2 separate regions of the Dromaius novaehollandiae genome follow, and region 1 is linked to region 2. Evidence: chromatin contacts called from public Hi-C data. All regions are on one chromosome and are shown on one strand. Each heading gives the region's core, a stretch centred on a gene start, on an enhancer-like site or on the middle of the called end of the contact. The rest is flanking DNA. Distances are from core to core; before and after follow the strand shown. Region 1 overlaps POLA1 (DNA polymerase alpha 1, catalytic subunit). Region 2 has its middle 29 kb from the start of ARX.

Region 1 (3,069 bases), core at 20-2,519, 220 kb before region 2:
CACATGTTTAACTAGGAAATCATTTCCAGCTTCAAAAAGTAACTGCGAATGGGTTATGTGTGCATGTGAATTCAGATGTTGATGTTTCCTTTAAGGAAATGGTTTTGGTTTTTTTGTATTTTTTTGTTTTTAAGATCCTGGTGTGCTTATCTACAAGGCTGGCATGAAAAGCAACCTGTGATCATGATTATAAGTTACAAATTGTAATTTTTCTAGCAATATTTCACAAGTCGTGAATTTGTTTGAAACTTGAAGATTTTCATTAGATATATAGAACACCTGTCACAAACTAGGTATTGTATGGATACTTGAGCTTTTGGCCTTTGTATTAAAAAGGAAAAATACTTTTGGATTGCATATGTAGTTTATTATTTGGGGTAGATTAGTACTCATTACTCTGGATACTATGGAGATAACAAACTTTTGGAAAGCTTGAAAAGTGTTCAGACTGTTCTGTAATTTTGTGTTTCTGTGTAAATGTGACAGATTCTGATGAAATACATTGAATATGCCGTATTCTGAAAACTTGTGGGCTTAGGCATGTCATCAGTTAACAGATATAGCTTTGTTAGTTCCTCATTTCTTAAGTAGTTTTTGCCATAAAAGATGATACAAGGCAGTTCAGTTATCTGGTTTTGTGAGTTGGAATATTGTATCTAGAAAAATAGTAATTTAAACCCTTCCTTACATTAATCTTTCCATTCATATGTTTCCAGTGAACACTGAAAGCTAATGTAAAATAGAGGAACATTAAGTGTCAGGAGATTTGGTCTCTTTGTGTGAAGAGGGTGAATAAAAAAATAATTACAGAAAAATGTTAATATAAATTGATACAGGCTTTTCTGATGGTCAAAGATTAATACATTTTCAAAAAGAAAAAAGTGGTATGCAATATTGTTGTGGAGAAAATCTGGATAAATGCAGGTAGGCTTGCAGGTGTCTCTGATGTAGGTGTCTAAGGGGGGAAAAGTACTGTATGGGATGAAAAGTGAAATTAATGTTTTCTTACACTGACACAATTACAGTTCAATCATAAGTCTTAGCAGAAAAAAATTAAAGCGGGGAATATACCTTTCAAGTTAAAGAAGTTCTTGTTGAAGATGATTGTATTGTTAACTTCAGCGTACCTGAGTGAAAATGAGTTTTGATAACTTCTGTAAGTTGTCTGCTTTCTAACTTTGTGACTGAGAATCCCTTAGCTGAAGTTGGAGGAAAAGTGAACTGAAAGCATGTGATGCTGGATGCTCTATATTGCCTCTTGTGGACTTTAACTCCTGTTTGTGAGATGCAGGTTTGGTTATGGCAACGCACTAGAAGTAGCGGAACTACCATGGATTTCCGTATGTTGACTAAAAATTCTTGTAATGTGACACACTGCTTCTTGTAAAATGACACATTGTCATTTGTTTAAAACTGTGCTTGTGTATAATATGTTTACTTCATTTTAATGGGAGAAGTATTAAATATGATATAGAAAGGATGCTATTTGTGTCAGAACATAGCTGTAGGACAGAGTGTGAAATCCGTAAGCCATTGACAAAGTTTCCCATAAGAGCTCAGATCTCTTTGGTTAACCTTAGTGAGATATGTGATGGTGATTGACCTTGGTTTACCTTAAGACATGCAGCAGAAACTTTGCAGTCTTACAGCTCTGGTCATAGGCAGGCTGGATCCTGCAGAGAAATTAGTGTGTGCGATTCCAGTAAATGAGGTAATTTATGTGTATAGTGTAGTAATGATGGTGATTTTTCACTAGATGGCGATAGAGACCTTGAGATCATTAATCAATTAAGACTTTCATTTTTGTCAAGTGTTTTAAAGATTGACTGTACGTTTTTTCAAACGCGTCCTCCTTGTTTATTTTTTTTTTTCAGTTGTGAGTAACCTCTGAAAGGGAAGACAGGGAATATCTGTGTGAAATTTGTCTTAATTCAGTATATTATATATCACAGGTAGACTGGTTGAGTTTAATGTATTTTGAAAGGAAAAAAATTGGCAAAAAATTAGAATGGGAGGGAGTTAAAACTATACATCAGATCTATTTGTCCTTTTTGAAAAACATAAATATTTGCTAATTCTGATCATTAGAAACACATCGGTTCTTGTTCTAACAATAAATTTTATTTTAAACAAAAGGTTTCTTTACAGTTTTTGGAATCCAAATATTACATTATCGATCTGGAATGCATTAGAAAGATTCTCTTTATTTATTTATTTATTTTTTCTCCTTGGTGTTACTAAGAGTTCGCCTGGACATTGCTCTTGTTTTAACTACAGCAGTTGCTTGCATGGAAAAGTAATAGGAAAATATTTAATATATTTTTAGCTGTCCTTTTAATGTAATTTAACAACTGGAAACAAGATGAGTTGGTGCTGTACAACCAGCCAGCTCTGCACCAGCAGGCAGTGTAAGGTCATGTCTTTCTAGCCTCTTTAAAAGGCAGCCCTTTTGATGAAGTGTCTCTTGTCTGATTTCCCAAATTCAGGATGCCCTTTCCTGCAGTATTTTCTTACAGGATGACAGAGTTGCTGAGAGATTTTTTTCTGTACTCAGCTTGGTTGCCAACGGCTGTTCAAAACTGATGCTTTTTCCAGGTACTTCATTTCTTCTACGTTGTTTTCTGTTGTTCCAATTTTTTGCCCAAGTAGTAAGAGAACTAAACTAAGATGCTTCTAAAAGGAAAATCACACCTTTACTATTTTCAGCACTACTTAGTGGTAGATACAATGTTACAGTATGCAAAATAAAAGGGGCAAAAAGACAATTGGGTTAATTCCAGCTTCCTCATTTGGATCCTTAGATACATTCTCAATTAATAATTAGTTTAAGGCCCTGACAGTCAAAAGGAAAGAATAAAAGCTACGATCTGGGAAAAGAATAGATGAGGGAGGAGAAAGATGAAGTGGAGAAAGATGAGCTCATTTTAAAAAAATTAAACAAGGGTAGGTAAGCAGGTTAATGGCCATCTATTGTAATTGGCTTCTGAAAAGAAATCCAGGCATCTCTCCCCCCGCCCCACCCCCGTTTTCTTTTTTTTTGTCTTGTTCATCTGAGGAAATTGATCATCA
Region 2 (3,195 bases), core at 422-2,921:
GAGAAGAAGGGACAAACATCGCCAACCTGGCTTGGGTTCCTATGGTTGTCTAGGGCGCATCACTCCACTGCAGCTTAGCAGCTACAGCTCTGTGTCCTCTTCTAATAAAACTCTGGCCCTGCTGAAATTCTGGATATTTCTCATCAACCTGGCTGAAGCCAAAGTTTCATTCTGTGAAATTTCAGAGACTTTTCTCGGTATAGGATATTAGGAGGATACTTGTGTCCAGCAGCATATGCTGAGATTCAATAGCCAATGCTGTCAAACTTCTTAAATAGCTACTCTTGCAATAGCATTTAGGTATTTCACTCTGGCTGTATAAGACACTACTTGACTTTTATAGGTATATGTTACAGATGAGGCATTTTAAGATGCTGAAATCAAGAAATCACAGACTACAAATTGTATCCTTACATTTTGAGAATGGAAACCAAAAACAACTCATGAAGAACAGCATCCTTGTTTGTGATTCTAGTGTTAGCAAGAGTGACATGATCTGAAAGTCTCATGGCTATTTTTAAAATCTCTTACTACCATGGGTTTCCAGACGACTGAGCTAGAGTAGATGACATCACAACTTCATGATGATCTTACTGCTGAAGGCAATATTGATGCAATGCTTCATCTTGGGAAGATAACTCTGAAAGACCAGGACACTGAGGTCCTGTCTGATTCATATGGATGCTTAGATTTCCTTTGAAATTTTGATTTTTTTTTCAATTTTTCAAAATTGAGATTCCTTTTCCTTTCCTATTTTGAGGGTGTCAAAGTCGATTGTGGAAACTGAGGCCTTCATCCACTGCTGAACGGTCCTGCTGGGAGACTGCTGCTTTCCCTCCAGAAAGAAACAATAGCGTAATGGTAGGTGAGCAGTAAGGTATCTAGCATGAAAAATCCTGTTAACAGTCTACTTGAGGGTGAGGAATAAACTCCTGGTTGTCACAGAATCAATTTTCTATCAACAGTGGCTTCCCCTTGGTCAGATGTCTGCATGATACAAACTTAACTACTCTTAGTTGTAGAGTGCACTAAGGCTGTAAACAAGCAAACAGTGAAGTCAAGATAAACCCGCCTGGAGGGAGGATGAGGGCAAGGAAGGCTCAATGTAGGGAATATAAAATTCCTAGTTCCAGGAATGGCCAAGCAACATTTCTACAAAAATGAGCAGCTGTCATGAATTTGCAGATACTATTGCAGCTTTTCATCTTTTTTCTTTTATTCCGGAAAGGATGTGAGTGGCAGTATAACAAGCCAACATCCATCCTGAGAGGTCATTCACGTAAATAAAAGTTTGAGGATCCTGTACTAAATTCATCCAGTTATTATTACTATTTTACTCGGTTGGCTTGCTTCCTCACAAGGTGCGCAGGCACTGGTAGCTCCCCAGGCACAGGTGACAGAGTGTTCACTTTTCCCAAACTGATGTTCCTGATCCGGCGTGCCTTGGAGCGAGTCACAAAAAGGAGACAAAGATATCGGGGGTAGCTTCTGAGCTGGGCAAAGGTGGTGCAGGGAATCCCTGGCCTCGGGCGCCTAATGCAGGCGCACATTTGAGGAGAGAACATGTGTAATGAATACATTGCAGCCTCCGGTGGGAGCCCTGCCACTGTGAAATTTGTAGCCAATTAGCAGTGTTGCACAATTCCAGCAGAGTAACACCAGTCTCTATAGACCCGGTATACAGACAGAAATTAGTTTAGACAAATACCTCTTAATCCCTTGTTCTTGGCTGGTCTGGAGTGCCTACTGCTATGTGCTAATAGCTTTGGGAAATCCCAATTCCCAGTGTCAAGCTTAGAAGAATCAGTCTATTATAGGGAGACATTTATTTAGCATTAGCTTTGATCAGTGCTCCTAGGTGAAAGCTTCTTAAATAAATAAACGGGGCAGCTTCCCCGGCTGGGCGATGCGGGCTTTGCACCACACGGCAGGCACAGAGGGGGCCGAGCCGAGCCGGGCTGAGTTGTGCCGAGCCGAGCCGGGCAGGGCTGATTCGGGTAGAGCCAGGCTGAGTCGTGAGGAGCCGGGCCGGGCCGAACCGAGCCCAGCCGAGCCGGGCCGAGCCGGGCCGGGCCAGACCGGGCCGAGCGGCGCGGCGGCGGGATCGCGGCGACGGGATCGCGGCGACGGCGGCGGCTTTTGGGCGATCTCGCGCTGCCCCCCGGCGGCCGGAGGCGGCCGTGCCGCTGCCCCGGGCCTCCGCCCGCGGGGGCCGAGCCGGCGGGGCTGCGCCCCGGCGCCGCGGGCAAAGGGCGTCCCACCGCCGGCACCGCCGCCGCCGCCTGGAGCCCCCCGAACGGAGTGTTAAAAAGCCGCCGCTGCACATGCATCAGTCTCACGAAAAGATTTAACGGTGACATTAATTGGCATCGCTGTGCTCGGCCTTCATGTCAGGTAGTCGCCGGCTTTCCCTGGCGTTAAAGGATCACGCCTGACACCTGGGCCTGCCACGAGGCGCACGGGCGTATTTTTAAGCCGCAGCCTCCCTACGTAGTCTCCGTGCAATTTGCTGAACGATACCGGTGTATAAATAAACTAACCACATAATAAGTGTGAAAATTGCATGGGAAACTCCCTGGACACAATTTACAGACCCTCGTAACAGTATAACATTACTTACATGCTCCAGAAACTTCAGCGACTGGGGGAGGGAAATCGCACTGACACATGCAAAGTAACTTAGGAATCGACCACCATTTTCAGATCACCGAGTGGCATGTGGGGGAATAAAATAATGTGTTACTCCTAAATACTAATTATTTGCATGCACTGGGTCTTGGTCCATAATTGGAATGTGAGCAATCTGTAGATATAAAATGTAGCAATTTCTGTACTTATGTAAGTAGCTGTTATCTAAAAATTACATAGCTTACTATGGCGTTAACTTTATGACTGCTTCCTGGCATTGCTTGGATGCAGAGTACCTGCAGAAAGCACCTGCTGGGTTTCTGAATGCACCAGGTACATCCTAGCATTTCCATGACTTTGGAGGAATGTTAATAGCCTGGCAGTAGCGCAGCAGGCTTCTCGGAGGAGCGGCGGGGAGGGAGGATGAGCGAAGATGGTTACATTAGGGCCACTTTGCGAGTGTCTGAAATAATTTTACGGATGAAATACCCATATATTAAGCAAGGATGTGAAGGTGGAATGGGTGAAAGTTGGTTTTCTAAGTGGCCAGCTTGCAAGTACCCAATT

The links. Hi-C and Micro-C count contacts between places; a contact is called where the count stands out from the background.
Region 1: a contact with region 2 is called in a Hi-C map of brain, with 6 times the contacts expected there. The contact joins two enhancer-like sites. A contact is called at or near these places in 3 of 4 Hi-C or Micro-C datasets (brain, liver and ovary).

The regions. Positions count from the first base shown.
Region 1 is chr1:131,679,806-131,682,874 of bDroNov1.hap1, reverse strand. All of the region lies in intron 26 of POLA1 (DNA polymerase alpha 1, catalytic subunit), which reads left to right. Among named protein-coding and RNA genes, the nearest start is that of POLA1, 39 kb to the left of the region's middle. Within about 2 kb of position 1,269, at least 1 of the 2 cell types and tissues checked has open chromatin away from gene starts, as enhancers often do.
Region 2 is chr1:131,464,182-131,467,376 of bDroNov1.hap1, reverse strand. No RefSeq gene overlaps it. Among named protein-coding and RNA genes, the nearest start is that of ARX, 29 kb to the left of the region's middle. Within about 2 kb of position 1,671, at least 1 of the 2 cell types and tissues checked has open chromatin away from gene starts, as enhancers often do.